Linked DNA regions of Mus musculus: region 2 is linked to region 1. A link is a contact called in public HiChIP or PLAC-seq data. All regions are on one chromosome and are shown on one strand. The core of a region is the stretch at or near the end of the contact, and the rest is flanking DNA. Distances in the headings are between cores, read along the strand shown.

Region 1 (4,914 bases), core at 1,608-4,107:
CTAACATCAAAACCTAGCAGGACTTTTTCCCCCATGAATCTAGGGCCTCATGCATGCTAGGCAAATGTACTACCTGAAGTATAATCTCACCCTTTACTTTTCAGATAAGGTCTGATACCCAGGTTGCCTTTGAACTTCCTGTTGACTAAGAAGGCCTTGGACTTGCAACCCTCCATCACCCTACTGAGTAGCTAAGTTAAGGCTCTGTGTGTGTATGTGTGTGTGTGTGTGAGAGAGAGAGAGAAAGAGAGAGAGAGAGAGAGAGAGAGAAAGAGAGAATGTGTGTGTTTGAGAGAGAGCGCGAGCATTTTTGTTTTTGTTTAGTGAACTCTTTTTTTTTTTTTTTTTTTGGTTTTTCGAGACAGGGTTTCACTCAGTAGACCAGGCTGGCCTCGAACTCAGAAATCCGCCTGCCTCTGCTTCTCAAGTGCTGGGATTAAAGGCATGTGCAACCACCACCTGGCTTAGTGAACTCTTAAGACACAGCTAACAATGACAGTACCTTAGATCTGATGACCCTCAGTGACATATCCATGGGCTAGCTGTGGCCCTGCCCATCCCTGCTTCCACTGGCTACACAGCAGACACACACAGTTTCTTGACACATTTCCACCACTTCCAGTGGAAACCAGTTGAGCTGTGCACTGTCATAGAGCTCTTGTTTCGTGTTTCTTGTGTGTCACCAGCTAGTATCCTCAGGCCCCCATAATAGTCAGCAGTAAACTTGACAGTTTCCTGTTCAAAGACTACACTTCCCAGCTTCCTTTGCAGACTATGAAGTCATTTCTGCCTCTACACAGAGCCACATCCCATCTCCCTCTGCAGGCATTTTGGCCCTCTGCACACAGGGATGACGAGTAAACATGGTCCTGCCTAGGGGCAGACCAAGGTTTTCTTCCACCTCACTCTCTCTACAGCTGCCCTTTGAAATCTAACAGATTTTTTTTTAACCTGTCCAGGTGCCCACTTCCCCCCAGGCCAGAGGTCCTCCATCTCCTCTGTGTCCTCCAGACAAGAGTTTGAATATGAATATGAAGTGGCTACCACCAGAGAGTTGCCAGGTCCTCCTGCTTCAATGAAGATTGAAGCATGGCTGTATGAAGCCCATACCTCAAACAAAGGACCTCCAGCTCTTCAGTCAACATGATAATGGACATGACAAAGCCATTCTACATTTTATACATTATCCCAGTTAAAACTAACAACTAACCACTGAGTATATGGTAAATGTGGAATCAGTTAATACTTAAAACGAGGTGGAGACCCAGAAATGTCCAAGGACCAAGAATCACAAAGGCCACAGCAGAGCCTTGGCAAGGGAGGACAGAGGGAATCCCTGTGCTGGGAACTTTATACACTGTTCATGGTCCTATCACAGCAGGCCAGGAAGAAGGCATCTCACAGTCCTATTGCAGAGGATGTCACAGCTGTCACCTGAGAGCTGATCTGAATGACTCCCAGCCCCGACACACTCCAGGGCCTTCAAGGCTGCAGAAACTGGCTAGGGTGCTGGGTGCTCATTATCTCTGAGTTTGCCTCAGCTCCTGTCTGCATCCTACATCAGGTTCCTAAACTCTCTGAAATGCTGCTTCCCAGTGACACCCGTGTGGGTCTGCTCACAGCCCCTCTACTGGGAGAGATCCGGAATGGGTTTATTCTCTATAGAACTCTCCACTTCTATAGGACCCAGGGCTTTGGAAGGCAGGGTAGGGGGACAGATCCAGGACCACATCAACTCTTCTAAATACATCCAATATGCCAGGCACATGATGCTAAATGGTCACACTTTGCTACCCACCACAGTGACAATGCGAGTGGTCCCTCACTACAATCAATGGTGCAATGGCTGGTCACTCTGTTCTTCTGAAACGTCTACTATCCAAATGTTGTTGTTTCCTTCTTTCCTCTTCCCACCCCTTTTAGAAAAAAGGTCTCATGTAGCCCTGGCTAGTCTTACATTTCTGATCCTTCTGATTCCACCACACAAAGAGTTGGCATGACAGGTGTGTGCCACCACTCCCTGCTTCAAATTGTGAGGCTTATAGCGACTGACCAGCCAAGCAGGAGCCACAGTGCTGTGACAGCTCGGGCCTGCTTCCAGATGACAGTGGCAGGTCATCAGACCTAGAACGTGTATCCTATTCTTTCCCGGGACTAGCAAACTATTAGATATTCCCTAAATGGACCCAAACCCAGACTCCTTCTCCTGAAGGACCTGGCTCTCGTTGCACTCCTGTCACATCGCTGTCTAAACGTCCTGGACACTCCCCAGAAATCCACCAGCTGATCTCAACTCACTGGGGGCCTTTGCTTGAGCCTGCCCTGTGTTTGAAACATGGCGTCCAGAGGGAAGACCATTTTATCTCGGACGACCACCCCAGGATCTGGGCTGCTTTTGTCAACAGGGTACGATACTTCCGGCCACCAGCATGTCCAGCTTGCCCACAGACAGGCCCCGGGCTTGCGCAGAGCCACTGCATCAGGACAACTGGGATGTGGGCAGGGCAGGTAGCCGGCAAGGACACCGGCGCGGTTTGGGGAGGCTGGCCTGCGCAGCTCAAAAGCAGGGAGCGCCCTCAGAGGCTGCCCCGGGACCGCGGGCGTCGGTTCCCGGGGAGGTGGGGGGGCGGCCGCCACGTCCGCACTCCGTGGAGACACCGGCCTTGTCTCTCCCCGCTCAGGCCAGGCGACCCAGCGACACCAGGGCGGGGCGGGGCGGGGCGGCCAAGGTCCCACGGAGCCTGCAGCGCCCCGCCCCGCCGTGCCTCCGCGCCGCGCCTTCCTCACCTCGCCCTCCTCGCCGCCGCCGCTGCCGCCGCCGCCGCCGCTTCCAGTGGGCCGGCCGGAAGTGACGCGGCGCGCAGGCGCAAACGGCGCGGGCCACGTGATCGCTGGCGAACGGAGTGCGGCGAGGTCGGAGGCGCGCGAGGTCGTCCCGGAAACACGGGTGGGTGTCGGGGGAAGGGAGGGGTTGCCGGGCATCTCTGAACAAGAACATCGGCGCACCGGCCCCGGACACGCATTTCCCCGGCCCTGCGCTGCCAGCGAGCCCCCGCGTACCTGGCGATGGTTTTGTACTGGACTGCGCTAATCAAGTCATCATCACAGCTTGGGAATTATGTTTATTGAAAAAGTAAAAAGTATCACCATTAAAAAACAAACAAACCTGGAGAAAAAGCCAGGCCAGAGAAATGGGTATAGGGGCAAGAGGGTCGTTCCCCACAAGTCCTAACCAGCCTGGCTGCCTCACTGCACATCCAGTGGGCACTCTAGTCCTTGGGGCAAGGTGCTTGCCACTTCTCCAAGGAGGCGCAAGCCCCAAAGGGCTCTCCTGGCTCAGTCCATGCTGGTTCCTTTGAAGAGTTCCACCAAGTCTTTGAAGTCCGGGTCAATAAGGTCGGAGGGCAGATCGCCATCATCATTGGCTGCATCTCTGTCTGCCCCCAAAGAGATGAGATACCTGAGGTGTGAAGGGCAGGTGGTTAAAGCCTACTCAGCCCACTCCGGGGCCAAAAGGCTAGAATATTGGGGTCACCTGTTTGTTTTTTCCAGGCAGAGTGAGGAGGAAGAAACCTGACCCCTTGGAAGCTGTGGCCAGATTTTCCGGCTTGCTCTAATGTTGCAATCGGGTAGAAACTGCCAGAATCCCTGAGTTGATGCCTACATCCTCAGAGCCATATTTTGGGGGGGTCCACCTGGAGAGATTAGGATGAAACCTCTGAACCACATTCCATAGTCTCACCTGGCTATGTCAGGGTACCCATCACTGCAAGCGATGTGCAGTGGTGTCCAGCCTGTCTCATCCCGCTGGTGAATGTCAGCCCCGTATTTGACTAGCAACTTCACACACTCTAGGTTTCCAGAGAGCACAGCTTCATGCAGAGCAGCCAGTCCTGGGCAGGGTGGGAACACAGGGTCAAAGCTGTAACCCTCAGAAGAGGATCTCCCCTGCCTCCTTATGGACAGAAGGCCAGACTCTCAGTTATCTACTCACCTGAGGGATGGATAGTGTCTAGGGAGACTTTCCGAGCCCGGATAAAGCGTCCCACCTGCTCCAGGTCGCCTTGTCGAATGTGGTCCAAGAAGAGAACATCGTTAGGGAAGCGCACGCTCCGATCGGCCAACATCCGCCGCCTCCGCTGTCGGGGGCTGTAGCGAGCATAGCGGACCGTTCGGCTGGGCATCCTGGGATTGAGGTGGGCTATCTCTGTGGGTATGAGTGAGAAAGTGTCCCTACCAGACCAGATCTGTGTAAGCTCTCCTGCTCGACAGAACCTCGATTCCAGCTTATAAAGGGCTTGCGAGGCTATATAAAGCCACGCAGTCATGCTTGCAGACGCGAGGGGCTGAAACTGAGCTGCTCCGCGCTCCCTGAGCACAGGATCATGTTTAGTGGCTCATCTTTCAGCACACCTGTCACTATGTCCGGCCAAAGGGGTCAGATCCTTCCTGGCTACTACTCCCTCTCCGCAGCTGGACCTAGAAGGTGCCTTATAGAGGACAGAAGGACTAGGAGAGAGTCCATGAAGAAAGCTGTGGATGTGAGCTCAAGGGCATCAAGAGGGTCTAAGCTTAAAGGATGATGGATCACCTGTCTACCTACTGGGAGCTGAGCTCCCTCCCCATCTGAAGAGCACCAATCCATTGTCATTTAGGAGGTCACAGCCCTGTCCATTTCCCAATGTGTCACTCTCACCTCTCCAAGAGTAGATTCCCAAAACTGCCTTTAGGGTGCATCATACTGACATCTCAACTCTACAGACAGATCAACACTACTAGTCCTATGGGACTCACCCAGCACACACACATACTGCCTCTGTTTTCTGGACAGCCTATGGACTCATGTTGAAGATATCCAGTCTGATCCTAAGAGTCAGGGGATGGTTTCCATTATGGGTGAAGAAAGGGAAGGAC
Region 2 (4,914 bases), core at 1,181-3,680, 150 kb after region 1:
AGAGGGCTGGCTGGCCACATGCATCTGCTTTGTGTCCCTACTCAGTCTTGGGGGGAGGGGGATGGGAACAAAACAGAACTTTTTTGGGGAACTTCAAAGGTACACTTTAGTAATCAAAAAGAGTTTCCAAGTTTCCCATTAATGTTTTGCCTGTGTGTGGTTTTTGGATTTAAATAAAGACTCAGAAGAAAGAGACAGGATAAAATACAGGCAGGTCCTCGCTGAGGCCCGGGATGGTTCACAGAGCCTGGCGGTTCCTGCCTTTGATGTCAGACATTAATTATTAGAAGGTAGTTTTACTGGCGATCAGAACCGGGCTCTGGGAGAGGCTGGGGCTGCCCGGCGCCCCCTGGCCATGTCCTTTGAAGTCCCTCCACAGCCCAGGAGGCCGGCTTGTAGCTCTAGTTCACTTGCAGGCTGACATAGTGAGTGCGCGCGCACACACACACCATGCCTGTAGCCTTTCCAGCAGCTGGCACAGGGGCCAGCCCTGATCAAAGGCCCTGGTCCTCCTGGGCAGGTCTGGCTGCCCCTGGCCAGTTTGCTCCTCCCCCTCGGGATTTCCTTCTTGTCTGCCTCTCATACCTGCTCACAAAGACTGGCCCTCACCCTCTGCACCCTGGGTTGGTGACTGGTTAGGACTAATGGGACTGGAAGGGGTCTGTCTTGGGTGTGGCACGAGGTTGTTGTGCCAAACTTAGTGAGTTACCCACCTGGACCACTGAATGTGGAGCAGGGCAGGGCACAGCAGGGTGACAGGTGTCTGTGATGACTGGAGTCTTCTTATGCCCATGGGGATGCTGTGATTCTGTTTGCTCTACTCTGCCCTAGGGGTCTCTGTTTCTGTTATCTTTCTTCAGAGGCTAGCTGTGGGCCTGCTGTGCTTGGGTGTTTATGGATAGCCTCAGGCTCTGAGGACCAAGTTCACTTTTGAGAGCTACAGGCCACTCCTTCATTGGAAAGTCTACTGCGGCTTTGCAGTGGCCAACTGAGTGTCTGGTCTTTTGTTTGTTTTGTTTTAAAGTTTTTTATTTGTATTTATTTGTTCGCTTGCTTGCTTGTTTGCTTGCTTGCTTGCTTGTTTTGGGACTAGGGTCTTACTATGGAGCCTTGGCTGGCCTGGAACTTGCTACGTAGACAAAGCTAGTATCAAACTCACAGAGATCTACTTGTCTCTACCTCCTGAGTGCTGGAATTATAGGCACGTGTTACCATGTTATCTCTATTTTCAATAATATGTATACGTGTATAACTGTGTAGGTATGTGTACATCAGTGCAGTACCCACACATGCCAGAAGAGGGCGTTGGGTCTGTGGAGCTGGGGTTCCAGGAGGTTGTGAGTTCTGGAGAATGCACTTGAGTTTTCTGTAAGAGCAGTGCGTGCTGTGCTCTCCCTCCGAGTTCCTTTCTGGTTGTTTTGGCAGGTGCTGAGGCTTCACTGAGAGACTCCAGGGCCTCCTGCTCATTAGGCAGGTGTTGTAGTGCAAGGACCCCAACTTGTTCCACCTCACCTGGGCTCCCAGTTTGTACTGTGAAAGTGTCCAGTGTTCTGTCCTGTCTTGAATATTTATCCTTTATTGTTTGTTTTGACTTTTAAACTTTTACGTGGCCTTGGTTGGCCTGGAACTTACTATGTAGAGCAGGTCGCCTTGACTCAGAGAGGTCCTCTGCTTTTGCTTCCCGAGTGCTAGGATTACCACTAGACCCAACGTAGAGGTTTATCTTTCCTGAGCACTCAGGAGCAGCTGCCAGCCTGGCCAGGCCCTGCCATCCCATCCCTGGTGTAGCCGTTACGTTTAGGGAGGTGAGAGGTGTGCCTGTGATGCTTCGCAGCAGTGCACCAGATGTTCACGTACCACTGCTGCGGCCGAGGGGTGCCATTGCACTCTATTGGTTTATTTGTTTGTTTGTGTTGTTGTTGTTGTTTTGTTTTTGAGACAGGGTTTCCCTGTATAGCCCTGGCTGTCCTGAAACTCACTCTGTAGACCAGGCTGGCCTCGAACTCAGAAATCCACCTGCCTCTGCCTCCCGAGTTGTTTTTTCTCTAAGAGCGGGGTTTTCCTCATACCTTGGTTGTCCGGAACTTGCTCTATAGACCAGGCTGGCCTCAAACTTAGATATTCACCCGTCTCTGCCTCCAGAGTGCTGGAATTAAAGGTGTGCACCATGCCTGGCTGTGCTCTCTTCTTTTAAAAAAGGCTTTGGTCACTTTTTTGAGAAGGAATAATTTATATCCACAGTAGAGAAGCCAAACAGTGAGGAACAATAGACATGAAAATGGGAACCTGCCTAGGAGTGGGTGTGTTAGTGTGCTGGGGTGGCGCTCCGTGGAGGTAGGTATCTTAGAAAGGAGCAGCGCTGCTCTGAGCTGCCCCAAGCCTGAGTCAGTCTGGCACAACTGTGTCCTGCTGTGCTGTCCAGGGCGTTTGATGGTGTCCATGTGCTCAGGCGCCTCCCCCCCTCCTGCCCTCCCTTCCAAGGGTGGCTGAGCCCTGTGAGTAACAGGAGGTTTGGCCTGCATCCCTCTTGTAGTGATTCATGTAAGCTCAAAGCCTCAGGGGAAACGCTTCACATTCCCCTCACCAAAGCCCTTGTCAGCGCCGCAAGCAAAGGGAGCAGGCGGGTGTCGATGGGGAAGCTGGAAACTCTGAGATTGAGGTCACCTCTGAAGAGTGTTCTCATGTTTTCTTCATCTGTCATCTTGTCCTGGAAAATCACTGTCAAAAGAGGAAACTCAAGCAGGCCCATTTCTGATATGAGTAGGGCAATCCTGCGGCCACAAGGCCCTGCGGGGCTGGCCAGGCCAGGCTTCATGGAGTTCTCTTCCTTCTCTGCTTGGAGTGATTCTTTAACCTCTACTTCCCACTCACCCTGGGGTGGCTCCAGCCTGGAGATTGCTTACAGCGGCGCCCACCTGCCTCGCAGGGGCGCTGTTCTACGTGCCTCCTGTGCCCTAGTTCTCAATTGCCTGGGGTCAGATGTGGTGGAATTTATGGACGTGGGATATGGGAGACTACTGCTTTCTGTCCCGGTCAGCTCTTCCTGGCTGTTTCCTGCTCCCCTTGCCTCTTTTCTGGTCAGAGTGCAAGATCCTCACTGCTAGCCAGGACTCGGAATCTGTTGTGTTCCTAGGTTCCCTGGAGTCAGAGCCCTGTGCAGGCTTTAGTAAGGGCTCTTTCACCCCAGTGTCAGTCCATCACAGCCCCACAGGTAGGGAAGACAGGCCACCCACCTTTACCTGTACACTTTTATGCCAGCTCTTCCTAAGGCACTCTCTCAGTAGTCGCATACCAACTGTCATATGCCCTGACCCTGTAGGCTTATTTTGAGGATTTGGGCCTGACATGCATGGGCCTCCTGGGGAAAGGCTCTTTAAGATGCCCTTCACCCTGAGCCCCTATTCTGACGGAACTGGCTTGTCCTTGGGAGTCTCTTGCCCAGGCTTCTCATTGTGCTTCCTAGGAGCCCTTGAGCTTCGCAGCCTCAGCCCAGTGGCTTAGCCTTTTGTGTCCTCCCACAGCACAGGAGGGTTCTAGGACGTTGTCTTGGGTTCCAACCGTTTTCTGTTGGAGGAATGGCAGGACAGGCTTTTCTCTCCTTCAGGTACCAGTGGTGCTCTGGCTGTCTCTCTGGCTTGTCAGGCTTGACTGTCCCTCACAACTGTTCCTGTGTCTTCTCTTTGTCCTCATGTCTCATCTCCAGATATGAGCTCTGTATCCAGAAACATCTCCATAAGTACCTAGGGTGGGAGTCGTGTGTAAGACTGTCGGGATGGCAGATGGGAGCCAGGCTCTGGCAGAGAGAGCATCCTGAGTAAACAGAGGCAGGCATGGCTGGGGGACAGCTGTGTGGCCTCTGCACTGCTGACTGCCCTGCTGCAGCCCCTCCCTGTCCGGTGGCCCTGGATGGAAGCTGTGAGGGAAGACTGTGAGGCTGGTGGAGCTTCTTCACTCTGAGTTCCCTGGCTTCCCCCGCTGCTCCTGGTGGCAGTGTGATGCCTCCGGTCGGCTAGCTGCAGGCCTTGCAAGGTGTCATGGAAGATTCTGGAGCCTTGGACCCTCTGTAGCAGCTCACTTGGCCTGATCTTTGCCAGGAGGTTCCAGTAGACCCTTTTACCTTAGTGCATCTCTCTTGCAGCACAACTGTCCTGAGTAGGCTCTGTGTCCTATCCTTCTGGTCTCGGGGCTCCTGGGGCTTTGTGGTAGACAGTTTTCCTGAGTAGAACATGAAGGTGTCCCAAACAATGAAAGGTACCCATGGAAGCAGCTAGCAAGCCACCATCCTCCCTGATGCTGTTCCTTAGGAAGGTTCCTGAACTGACAGCAAGAGAGTCTGCCTGAGTTCCTCTGGTTTTTGAGCCTGAGTGCCTGAGGCTACATGCGCTTTCAGATCCCAGATTGCCACCGCTTGGCCTGGCCTGGCTGTCCACGGAGACTGTTGCTTAGAGTTCAGGACGTGTTACATTCTGCCTTCTCACTAGAGCCTGGGCAGGCTCATGGCCCCGCTGGAATGTAGGCACTGTGGCTACGGGGGCAGCCTAGCTCTGGGGCAGACTGCCTATGGTGGCTGTTCTGTGGCTGTGGCTTTGAAGGGGGCAGCCCCCTGGGTCCACGGTTAGCCACCCATGGCCCCTGCCCAGGCCTGAGCCAGCCTTTCCTAGCCATGTAGCCCAAGGTCAGATGGGCTCCATGGTTAGAGCAGTATAGTGAAGCTCAGTAGATTGTAGGGATATGGTGTCCATGGACAGGGGCAAGTGAAGGGACTTCCAGGGAGACATCTGAGACAGGTATGCATCAGAGTACAGCCAGTGTGGGAGTACCGAGGGCGAGTACCTTGTCCAGGCAAGGGTCAGCCTCCCTGAGCCTGAAGACGTCTTCAGAATGATGGCACTGCAGCTTGGCCCTGACTTGTGG

Evidence for each region. HiChIP or PLAC-seq counts read pairs in DNA pulled down with a chosen protein or histone mark.
Region 2: a contact with region 1 is called in a FOXA1 HiChIP or PLAC-seq map of pancreatic cancer cells. The contact joins the enhancer-like site here to the promoter of Mcrip1 in region 1. A contact is called at or near these places in 10 of 39 promoter capture datasets (3T3-L1-derived adipocytes, the C10 cell line, the SN4741 cell line and 5 more), 7 of 115 datasets of contacts at active chromatin or transcription factors (the SCID.adh cell line, embryonic stem cells, microglia and 4 more) and 3 of 9 other capture datasets (adipose tissue, liver and pancreatic islet).

What each region holds. Positions count from the first base shown.
Region 1 is chr11:120,546,870-120,551,783 of GRCm38.p6, forward strand. It overlaps Mcrip1 (MAPK regulated corepressor interacting protein 1), which reads right to left and starts at 2,858. Exons shown (of 5, transcript NM_001033231.4): 1 at 2,788-2,858. Ppp1r27 (protein phosphatase 1, regulatory subunit 27) reads right to left here and starts at 4,263. Exons shown (of 3, transcript NM_026814.3): 1 at 3,995-4,263; 2 at 3,743-3,893; 3 at 3,106-3,460. The coding sequence starts at 4,184. The coding sequence ends at 3,337.
Region 2 is chr11:120,695,446-120,700,359 of GRCm38.p6, forward strand. All of the region lies in intron 7 of Aspscr1 (alveolar soft part sarcoma chromosome region, candidate 1 (human)), which reads left to right. Among named protein-coding and RNA genes, the nearest start is that of Cenpx, 16 kb to the right of the region's middle. Within about 2 kb of position 2,431, at least 104 of the 459 cell types and tissues checked have an H3K27ac peak or open chromatin away from gene starts, as enhancers often do. A contact at or near this core is called in the SN4741 cell line, adipose tissue and pancreatic cancer cells, where this site is marked.